Linked DNA regions of Drosophila melanogaster: region 1 is linked to region 2. The links are chromatin contacts, called in public Hi-C maps. All regions are on one chromosome and are shown on one strand. The core of a region is the stretch at or near the end of the contact, and the rest is flanking DNA. Distances in the headings are between cores, read along the strand shown. Region 1 holds the start of CG5273. Region 2 overlaps sdk (sidekick).

Region 1 (5,321 bases), core at 1,685-4,184, 51 kb after region 2:
TAAGCACCATTGAATTATTTAAAATCCCTTCCAATGACACACCACAAAATCTATAAGAGGTGACTTCTTCTATAGCTGGTAATCACCACAAGATTAAGCGGTTAGCACAAAGATATAGACAAAAGATATCTACTTCTTCGTCCATCAGCTGTGGCTTGTTTTTGTTTTCTTTTTGCGCTGGGGCCTTCTTTTTGGATAAGGGCAAAGCAAGGTCACAGACAAGCTCTCCAGTTTCTCTATTGTTGTGAGCTGGCTCCCTATGTGTTTACATTTCTCTTGCGAAGGAAAGGGGCGAACCATCCACATTTATCAGCAGTCGAAGCAAATCGTCGCTCTCCCGTAATAAGCTTATCAGTCGAGTGAAGAATATACATATATATGTACATATGTATAAATACATGACAGGCCAAACATTCCCCAATCGCCATCGAAATTATGCGCCGATAGCAGACACTCGGCACGTGTGAGGGATACTAACTTGGGTCTAGCTGCAGGCAGCCTAATTAATACTTAATTTCGGTTGTTTTAGCTGCTAAGCTAGACCAACTCCACAGCCTATCTAATCTGGATTACGGGTGTTGGCCGCTTTTGGAGATCTTCGGGCTATGTGCTTAGAACACCTTAAGATAAGACAAAGGATCATTTTTGGGAAAATTTATATGGTGGCTTTAAGAAATTACCAAAAAATAGAAAAGTAGGAATGATTTTGTGGTACCCAGTTCTGGGACGATATACGATTCCTAGGAACATTTTGCGTGAAGACCCCAGCAAAATAATATCACAAAACATTTTCATTTTCTTCTGCTCGTCGAGACATGATGATTTAGCAAATTTATAAGAGCAAATGAAAGCAAATAAACGAAGAAAGCGCCGGAAGGGGACGGGGACTAGCTGGCGACAAGAGGGAAATTAGCACAAATACAGTATATAAATACACACATACATAGTTCACACTTCCAGTTTTGCGAAAACAAACAGATACTTGCAGTCCAGTGGAAACTTGAGTGATTTCGAGTAGGTGTTGTGCCAATGCCAATCAGTGTTTTCAATATTAGTAGTAAATAACTTATGATGGTCAAGCTGTTCGCAGTCCCTTTTTTATATTCCACTTCTATTTATCTTCTGCTTGTATTCCCAATATCTAGGTGCACTACAATGGCGTCTTCGATTGCTTCGCCAAGATGTACCGCCACGAGGGCATCTCCTCCTACTGGAAGGGCATCATGCCGCCAATCCTGGCCGAGACGCCCAAGCGGGCCATCAAGTTCCTGGTGTTCGAGCAGACGAAGCCGCTCTTTCAATTCGGCTCGCCCACTCCCACGCCGCTGACCTTTTCTCTGGCTGGACTGACAGCCGGCACACTGGAAGCCATAGCCGTGAATCCCTTCGAGGTGGTGAAGGTGGCCCAGCAGGCTGATCGCCAAAAAAAGATGCTCAGCACGTTCGCCGTGGCCAAGGGTATCATACAGCAGGACGGATTGGGCTTCAGCGGCCTCAACAAGGGCATCACCGCCACCATGGGACGCAATGGAGTCTTCAACATGGTGTACTTCGGGTTCTACCACAGCGTGAAGAACGTGGTGCCCGAGTACAAGGAGAGCCATTTGGAGTTTCTGCGCAAGGTGACCATCGGCTTCCTGGCCGGCACTCTGGCCTGCTTCGTCAACATCCCATTCGACGTGGCCAAGTCACGCATCCAGGGACCGCAACCGGTCCCCGGGCAGATAAAATACCGAGGAACCCTCAGCTCCATGGGCATCGTCTACCGCGAGGAAGGATTCCGAGCGCTGTACAAAGGGCTCGTTCCCAAGATTATGCGTTTGGGCCCAGGTGGAGCTATTCTGCTGCTGGTCTTCGAGTACTCCTACGATTACCTGCTCCACAACTACTCCTAGTCCTTAAGTCCTCAAGAGGCAAGCGCCTTCTTTGTTTTTTTGTATAATAGTAAGTCGATTAGTCGCGATCAATGCCATCAAGGGGATGCTACTCTTCCGATTGTGATTCGTCAATAAATGTATTTTTACTTTGTGTTGAAAATAAATAATCAATGATATTTTTAGAAAATTTTTAAATTTAAATATGTAAATTTAATATGTAAATTTAATATGTATCCTGCAGCAGGCGAAATGACGATCTTTCTCGTGCAATCAAATTACAAAAGTTCTCGATTTACGGCACCAGGCGCGCAAAAAGATCACCGCGTGCCAAACAGTCAGCTGATCAGTCTAATAAGCGCTTTCTTAGTGATGCCCGCGTGCCTCTTAATTCGGGAACCCACCCATGTAATACCAGGGACTTTCGTGCCTATCGTGCTAATTCGTGACACGAACATCAAGAACATCTAGGCCGCTCATCACTGGTGTGCGCTCTGTTTAAAATTAACGGTTGTGCCGCTTTCCTATTGGTCAATTGGTAACTGGAAAGATCGGAAGGGCTGCCAGCAGCAGCTTGCTAGGGATTCTGTTGGCCTAGTGTCTGGGACCCGACAGTTGTCATTTTGACTGGGAAAAATGTTCTCCGTCCGACGTAAATTTTGTCAGAAATTTGTGAATATCAGTGGCTGGACACCAGGCAAACAAAAATTGCCACATAGGGCAGTAATCATAAAGTAACTAACGGTTTCTTTCCATCTTTGGCTTTGGTCGAATGGGGTGACTGGAAAGGCGTAAGGCGCAGCCATCTTTAAAAGGATCAGCTGTTTTAGTTAGTTTGAGCGGACAGCTGGCACCTGTTACCGTTTCTGTTCGCCTGGTGTCTGAAATCAGAAAACTTAGCAATTTGACACTGAAAAGGGTTGCCACATTTAATTGCAGCCCGAAAATGTCCCTGAAAATGTCGTACACGGTGCATGTATTCGCTAAATGTCTAGTGAAGACACAGACCGACAAGTATTTTGCACCTTCCCCAGCCTGGTCACATAGCAAAAAGTGAAATCAAATAACAGTTTTTACCAATTAAAAAACTTGTTTTGCGGACAAACTACGCGAGCAGCTGAAAACGAGCAGAAGCATCCAAAACGGGTTTCGGTAATTAGCATGCACATCAGTGACCGATGATCTGCATTGACGTATTTGCCGTGTTTGACATTTATGTAGTCTTGTCTCCACTCGTCTAAGGGTGAAGCACTAATCCGGATCACATGATGGCCTCCAGTGGTGGCGCCTGTTCCCCTTTCGCCTATGTGGCCTGGGCGCTGTTTGCCTTGTTGCTGACGCACGGCGGAGACAATGTTGTGGACGCCCGGCGTAACCAGGGCAACCAGCGGAAGACCTCCTCCTCGTCAAGCTCCTCCAACTACGGTCACGTGACGCAGCCCAGCTACAACACGAATGGCCACGCCGCCGGGAACTCTCATGCAGATGTGGCCAAACTGAGTTACCCCAACTACAACTCGCAGCCGAATCGACCAATGGCCGCGGGCTCATCAGGGTCCCCAGGCTCCGCCCCTCAGCCAGGTTGGAATGTGCCGCAGGGTCCGCCGCCCGCCTACTCCGCTTCCAACCCCGCCGGAGGAGCCCGACCCAACATGCACGAGCCGCCGCCAGCCTACCATGCCCCCAACTACGGAGCAGCTCCTCCCAACTATGGAGCCGCCACCGGATCGAATGTCCATCAGCCGCAGTACTCTGGAGTGCCAGCTGGAGCCACCTACTACCCGGCTGCAGGACCCGGCAGTGGCTATTCCCCCAATATCCCCGCTGGCGCTACATACTATCCGTCCGCCGGCCATGTTCCCATGGGCGGTGGCTATCACCCAGCTGCTGCTCCGCCTCCGGGGGCCACCTACTACCAGGCGGGATCTGCTTTGCCGCCCGGAGCCACCTATTATTCTGCACCACCACAACAGTCCTCCTCTGGCTTGGGCTTCGGTAAGACGTCTAACACGCAGTGTATCACGATCCCCTGCAGCAATCTTCTGTTGCTGACTCATATTTGCTTTAAGTGCTCACATAAATCGTGTAAACGCTTGTTGTTTAAGTGACACACCTGTTTTTGCGCTTCAATGTTTAATTTCTTCGCAGGAACTGGACTGCTTGCTGGCGGCTTGGGAGGTGCCCTGCTGGGTCACGCCCTCACTCCCTCGGGAGGCAGTTCCTCCTCGCAGCCGGTTGCCGCAGCTCCAGCTGCTGGTCAGGATCGCATAATCATCATTAACAACGGCGTGCCAGTGAATGCCAGTGATGGCACCACTGTGATAAATGCAGCAGGTGTGGCTGCTGCCCCGGGAGCAGTTCCAGCGGCCCCAGTTCCCTCTTCCAACACCACCCAAGATGCCCAACAGCCAGCCGTACCCATGGCACCAATGCCCTTTAATCCAGAGACCTCTAACATGACCGCGCCGGACCCAGCTGCTCCCCCACCGCCTGGAGGCATTATTTGTGTGCCCACCAAGGTAAACGAAACGGATCCGGCTGACAGCACCAAGATGATAGAGGTGGAGAAGATTGCCTGCTACCCGGCACCCCCGCCACCAGCTGCTTCCGCCGGCGAGGGTCCAGCACCACTGGCGCCCATGGCCGCTGATCAACCAGGATCGCAGCAGGTGCAGCAAGTGCAGCAGGCACAGGATGTCGCCGCTCCAATCCAGGCATCCGTTCGCTCCCACACCGGCGGAGCTCGGGCCTTGGAAGGATTGACCATGCGGACCCTTCTGCTCGTGCTTATGAGCGGAGTGGTGGCCAAGCGGCTCGCTGGCTTTTAGAGACCATGCTTCTGGAACGTTCCACTGTGCACCCACTCAATTACCCGACTACCTACTGTACCTTCCTCCCCAGCTGTTGTGGCCTTGGCGCGCATATTTGCGCTGACCAACATCGATAATTCCAGGCGCTAATTGGACAAAAACTCTTGAATTATGCCGTACCATCTCCGACTACAGTATTTGTGGATAAACAAGCTGGCTTCCCAGTCAAAAAGCCCCCTTTTCCAATTTGGCCTTCAATTGTGATTGTTGCGGTGTGCATGGGCCCCGTAACCGTAACCGGGCCCGGACCCATCCCAGTGTGCTCGAAATCAAAGCAAACGCTCGAATATCTCTGCAACTACATACATACATATATATATATATATATACATTTATATAGCCCTATGTGCAAACCCAACTCAAAAGCCTTCTGAAGAAAGACAACCTGAATGTAAGTTCCCACTAAAAGTGTGTATTTTTCTAGACTTGTTAGCGTAATTGTTGCTTGTTTTTGTATTGCTGTGAGCAAACGTATTTGTTGCACTCTTCAATTGTTGAATAAAATAAAAGCTTTCGCCTACACCTACAACACCCGCCACGTATGAGTTTCATTTCACATGGCCGGTGCCCACGATGC
Region 2 (5,179 bases), core at 153-2,652:
GCGTGAGAAGTTTGCATTATAATTCCGTACGTACAGCTTTTTCACACACATCCTATTAGATACTCGTTTAAAAGTTCTCAACATTTAGGCAGCGAAAGAAAAGAAGAGAGAAAATGTATAAAACTTGCAGAGGGAACAATATCGAAATAGTTGGTCAATATGAAAATTTGATCGATTAAAATCAGCTTAAGAATCATAAATGTTGCATAGAGGTTTAAATGTGCTTTAAAAGAGATATATGTAACTGGATAGTTTTGTTGAGTGTGGTTACCAGTATTGTTAAAATTCTCATACATACATATGTACATGAAAAGTACGGGGGCATAACAAAAACGTGTTGATTTGCTGAAATCATTTTCATTTGCATTTGCATTGCATGAGGAAAAGTTCCCCATTGCACAAGTCAATTGTTTTAGCTTCTTTGTTCTTTGCGGCTTGTGTTTTTGTGTTTTTTGTTTTCATTCTCAGAACTTTCCACATCCAATGTGCCAATATTTTCCGGCATGAGTTGATTTCCCTGACAACACGTTGGAGACAAACCCACCACCCATCTTTTAAATATAATAGTAAATTAAGTTATTTGATTTTCACACCAGTATTTTACTTAATTGTTTTTTTTTTTCTGTATATTTGTATTTCTTTTGCACAAATCAAAAATGTAAAACCTACATACATCTGTGTTCAACCCTTTTATATGCAAAGAATGGTTTTTGGCATTCGCATAGCATTAGAGATAGCATAGCATTGTGGGTTTTTGCTGGTGAAACAGAACTACAAAGAGCAGATTTGATTATCTTCCTAAGATTGCCCAGCAACAAATATGCATGTAATCTGCTAGTTTTGCCCCCAGGCCAACCTATCCGACCATTATTTGCCCAATGGTTATGGACTTCGTATGCAAAAAGGAGTTCCTAGGAGTTAAACGGCAATTCACAGGAACTCCTCATTCGCTCATCGACTTTGGCAGACCACAAATAAGCTGAGCTGAGCCCATGCATATATACGAGCATAAACGAATTTTTGTCAATCAATCAAGCGTCCAAATTAATTATTTGTGTGCGTGATTACATTTCTCCACGTGTTTACAGTGCTCTCACCTCCTTATTCTCATATCAACAGCGCTAAGTAGATGCCGGCAGCAGCGATTTTCTACAGACGAGTGAGTAATTGATTGAAAGAAAAGCTTAAAACAGCCCCATTTCATGTTCTGTAATCTTTACACTGCGCTTCTCTCGCCATTTATATGGTTCTTCTTGGTTTTGCCTCTCGACTTCAATCATTCACCCAAATTCCGGACTAGTGACTCATTTTTATCATCTTGCGCATTATTATTCATACTTGTAAACTTGCTTGCTAGTTGCTTTTGTTAGTCACGTGTCCATGGTGGGGATATAATGATGCTCGTAATTGAATGGGTATTAATGACAATGCGATGACAGAATTAGACGATCAAAACTCCTAACTCAAGCACTGTATTTAAATGTAGTGCAACAGTCAACTGATCCGAGTCTGCAGACAAGATTGCTACCAAGCTGGAATAACAATTTCTCTATGCGCACACATTCCTCCTCCCTCCTTAAATACAAATCCACCCCTCTTCCTTATTGGCCTCCTCAATCTCTGTGACCCCAGACGTTTCATTTTGAGCGTTAATTAAAATTAAATAGGAAAAAAGAGGAAAATAGATTAAACTGGAAAAGGCAGCTGGGAGCTCCTAATCGTTGGACCCGCCAGCAAGGAAATGGCTAAGGAACGCTAGACTATAAATATTCTGGAGCGGGGCCAAGCGGGGGCTTCCCGAAAATAAAACTTCTTATTCTTGACTGCTGTCTGACAGGCGATAACAACACAAGTTGACTGCCCTCTTGGAGTGTCTCTGTTTTCCAGGGGCATGGGGAGGAAGGTTTCGAATGCACTTATTTAGAAATTATGCGGAACTTGGTCTTTGTGCGTCCTTCAGTCGCATTTTGTGCCATCGCTGCAGCTCGTGATTCATTCTACTCGTACAACTCTGTTTCTCGTTGTCAACAACTTGTTTCCCGGTAAAAGTTTTGGTTCATGTTTTAGGCGAAACAATAGCTTAGAACACAAAAAAAAGTGCTTAAATTTTTCATCAATTTAGTGTGCACGAACGAAATTGTGTATCTTTTCGAACGATTGGCCTTACAGAAGCTATTTCCCTTCAATTTGGAATATTTTTTTTTTTTTTTTTTTTTTTGTGTGTGCCTTGAAAGTGCCTAATTGTGGTTATAAAGGATCATTGGGATGTATGTATTCGATGTGGAACGTTGAACGATGGAGCTAATATAGAAAGCTAGTCTCGACTGATTGAATTGCCTGATTGCTCTGATTGTCGCTGCCAGGCGTCATCAACATCCTCAATTTAGCAGACAGAGAAAGTGATGCAAAGGGGCGGGGGTGAGGTTGTTCAAGTTGCAAGTGAACAGAGTGGTTGGGTAGCTGGAACAGTTCTAAAAGAAATGATAACGCATAGGTATTGAGTGTCCAATGTCATATTAACTATTGGGGCTGCTGTATGACAGCATAATTTCTTCTAGTGTTGTAAATAACAACACACACCTTATCTGCACTGCACTGTATCAATTTACATGACCAAGATCTGTAGTTATTTCCGAATATTTTGGAACAAAAATTGTGACCTACTTCGTTAGTTTACTTTTGTTATCTGTGAGCCCAGCGATAAAAGTTAAGCGTTGACAAATTGGCTTAAATAAATTAGAACGATAAAGTTACGCGATTGATTCATCAATGTACTATTTTTCATACTATTTCTACTACCTTTACTACTATTACTGCTGCTACTACTAATTCTGCTACCACTGCTAATTCTACTACTTATTCTAGTAGGTACTATTTTTAATATTCGTTATCGCTCGATCTCTTGCAACATCTGCCGTCTACGTACAGTTCAAACACTCCCTTTAAATGCCACTGAAGTGGAACCACCTACCCCGAAACACCCAAACGTGGCTTCCTGTTTCTGGTTGTACCGGGTAATAACTAGTACCCCCTCCAGTTCGATCCTCTCCTTCCTTACTTCTGCACGAGCCGCTCAACTGGAATATTAAAATTTAAATTAACAAATAAACGAAATTGAGTTACCTTCCGTTGCAGCTTTTCACTTTCTTCGGTATGTGTGCTTCTTTTTGCGTTGCATGCTACGCTATTGGAGCTGTTGCAATTCTAGAGCTGCCCAACACCAACAAAAAGAGTTGCCATTTTGGTTAAAATGATTGGCGAGCGGGGTAACAAAGCACAAAAGCCACAGCAAAAGAGGCCTAAAATGGAAAAAGTCAATGGCGCAGCAACAAAAGAAGCGAAGTAAAAAAGCAAAACAGTAAGCCAAATTGAACAATATGCAGTTCACTGCCTTCACTGTGCTTCCTTCACCTTTTCAGCCACATACGAGTATGTATGTACATATGTGTGCATATGCATTTGTAAAGTGTTCGTTCTCTGCAACCACATTTCATTTTTTTTTTTGTGCTATCGACACTTGGCGATTTGTTGCAGCGTCCACTATTGCCTTTTGATTGCCTTTGTGTGCGAGCGTGTTCCACTTTTCCGCCCGGAGAACCAGCGATACCGTGTAAATCAAGAGTGAGGGTATGAAATATATTCCTTGCGACTGAATATCGTATGCCACAAAATCATCAGCGTTCATCACTAATTATCTTTTAAATTTTATAAGTGCTGGCTGAATGTAGTTGATATTCAATATTTATACCCGTTACTCGAAGAGTAAAAGGTATACTAGATTCGTTGAAAAGTATGTAAGATGCAGAAGAAAGCGTTTCCGACCATATAAAGTATTTGTATATATTTTTGATCAATAGCCGAGTTGATCGGGAAATGTCCGTCTGTCGGTATGAACGTTGAGATCTGAGGAACTATAAAATCTAGACAGTTCTAGAGACAACGACGCAGCGCAAGTTTGTTTACCCATGTTGCCACGCCCGATTGTCACCGACACTTTTGAAAAATGTGTTGATATTTTTTCATAATTTTATTAGTCGTGTAAATTTCTATCGGTTTTCATAAAAAAAACGTTATGCCACGCCCACTTTAACGCCTTTAAGCCGCCAAACCAGTCACGCCCACACCTTTGAACAATTTTAATATTTTTTCTTATTTTATTCCCTAATATCTATCGATATCCCAGAAAAATTATGAAATTTCGCATTCGCATTCACACTAGCTGAGTAACGGGTATCTGATAGTCGGGGGACTCGGTTATTGTATAGTCTCTGGTTTTATATGTAAACACAAGCGGAAGGGAAGAAAATGTTGCTGTTTCAAACCTAATCTGCTTACCATACAATGAATATAACTTTTTTGGAGAATTTTGGCGAGTTATATACATATATGTACAGCAGGTACCTATTAAAGTCATTAAATCTAGCAAAGTTGATTAAAAATGATTGGTTAGTTTTCAGGACCTGAAAACTTGGTCTTCATCTCGTGTTTCTTCCACGTTGTACAAAAAACCGTACATTTCCTGTATTTATATTTTTTTTGGAACAGCGATCACAAATTTTGTTTCCTTTACTTTACCATTTCTGTCTCTGTTCTTAACTGCTGCATATTGCAAAACTGACCCATACACTAGGGGGCCTTTTCAGAGAGGAGGCAATCGAGGGGAACTTCTCAGCCAAAAGCAGCATGCTTAAAGGCGGAAATAAGCCACTTGAAGTGACCTCAAAAGCCAGTTGCGAGGGGTCTGTGTTGCGGGGGGGGGGGGGGTTTTGAACATGTGAGTAATCGTGCGCGCCACTTGCCACTGCTGCCACACTGCACATTTGGACACACCTGGGCTATGGGCTAGGCTGCTGCAGGTTTTGTTCAGTTTCTGCAGCTAAAGGACTCCAGCTGGTCTCCTTCCTTTTGACTTTCCTTCGATTCGCTCTTTTGTGGGAAACATATATACATATTTATATATATACTTGCAAAATACCTGAAATATTTCAGCAGCAGCTATGACGGTGGCTCCAACAAAAGGTTAATACTTTGACGGCTGGAAAACCTGATTTACTCGTTCTCCACGTTTGGCTCTCTTCTCCTTTGATTCTTTTTCTTTTTAGGCTTTTATACTCCTTAATCGTAGGATGGAATGGCATGCTAGATTCATTGCGAAGTTTGTAACAGGTACAATATATGT

The links. A called contact is a pair of places that touch in the nucleus more often than the background predicts.
Region 1: a Hi-C map of the Kc167 cell line shows a contact between it and region 2, with 4 times the contacts expected there. The contact joins the promoter of CG5273 here to the enhancer-like site in region 2. A contact is called at or near these places in 37 of 107 Hi-C or Micro-C datasets (the D17-c3 cell line, the Kc167 cell line, the OSC cell line and 11 more) and 5 of 6 datasets of contacts at active chromatin or transcription factors (the Kc167 cell line and the S2 cell line).

What each region holds. Positions count from the first base shown.
Region 1 is chrX:756,660-761,980 of dm6, forward strand. It overlaps CG5273, which reads left to right and starts at 2,935. Exons shown (of 3, transcript NM_166863.4): 1 at 2,935-3,026; 2 at 3,117-3,869; 3 at 4,023-5,280. The coding sequence starts at 3,140. The coding sequence ends at 4,702. It overlaps CG5254, which reads left to right. Exons shown (of 3, transcript NM_001297830.1): 3 at 1,146-2,060. The coding sequence starts at 1,182. The coding sequence ends at 1,895. lncRNA:CR44965 (long non-coding RNA:CR44965) reads left to right here and starts at 5,317. Exons shown (of 1, transcript NR_123764.1): 1 at 5,317-5,321.
Region 2 is chrX:706,844-712,022 of dm6, forward strand. All of the region lies in intron 2 of sdk (sidekick), which reads left to right. Among named protein-coding and RNA genes, the nearest start is that of sdk, 23 kb to the left of the region's middle. Within about 2 kb of position 1,403, at least 10 of the 39 cell types and tissues checked have an H3K27ac peak or open chromatin away from gene starts, as enhancers often do. A contact at or near this core is called in the Kc167 cell line, the S2 cell line, embryo and 2 more, where this site is marked.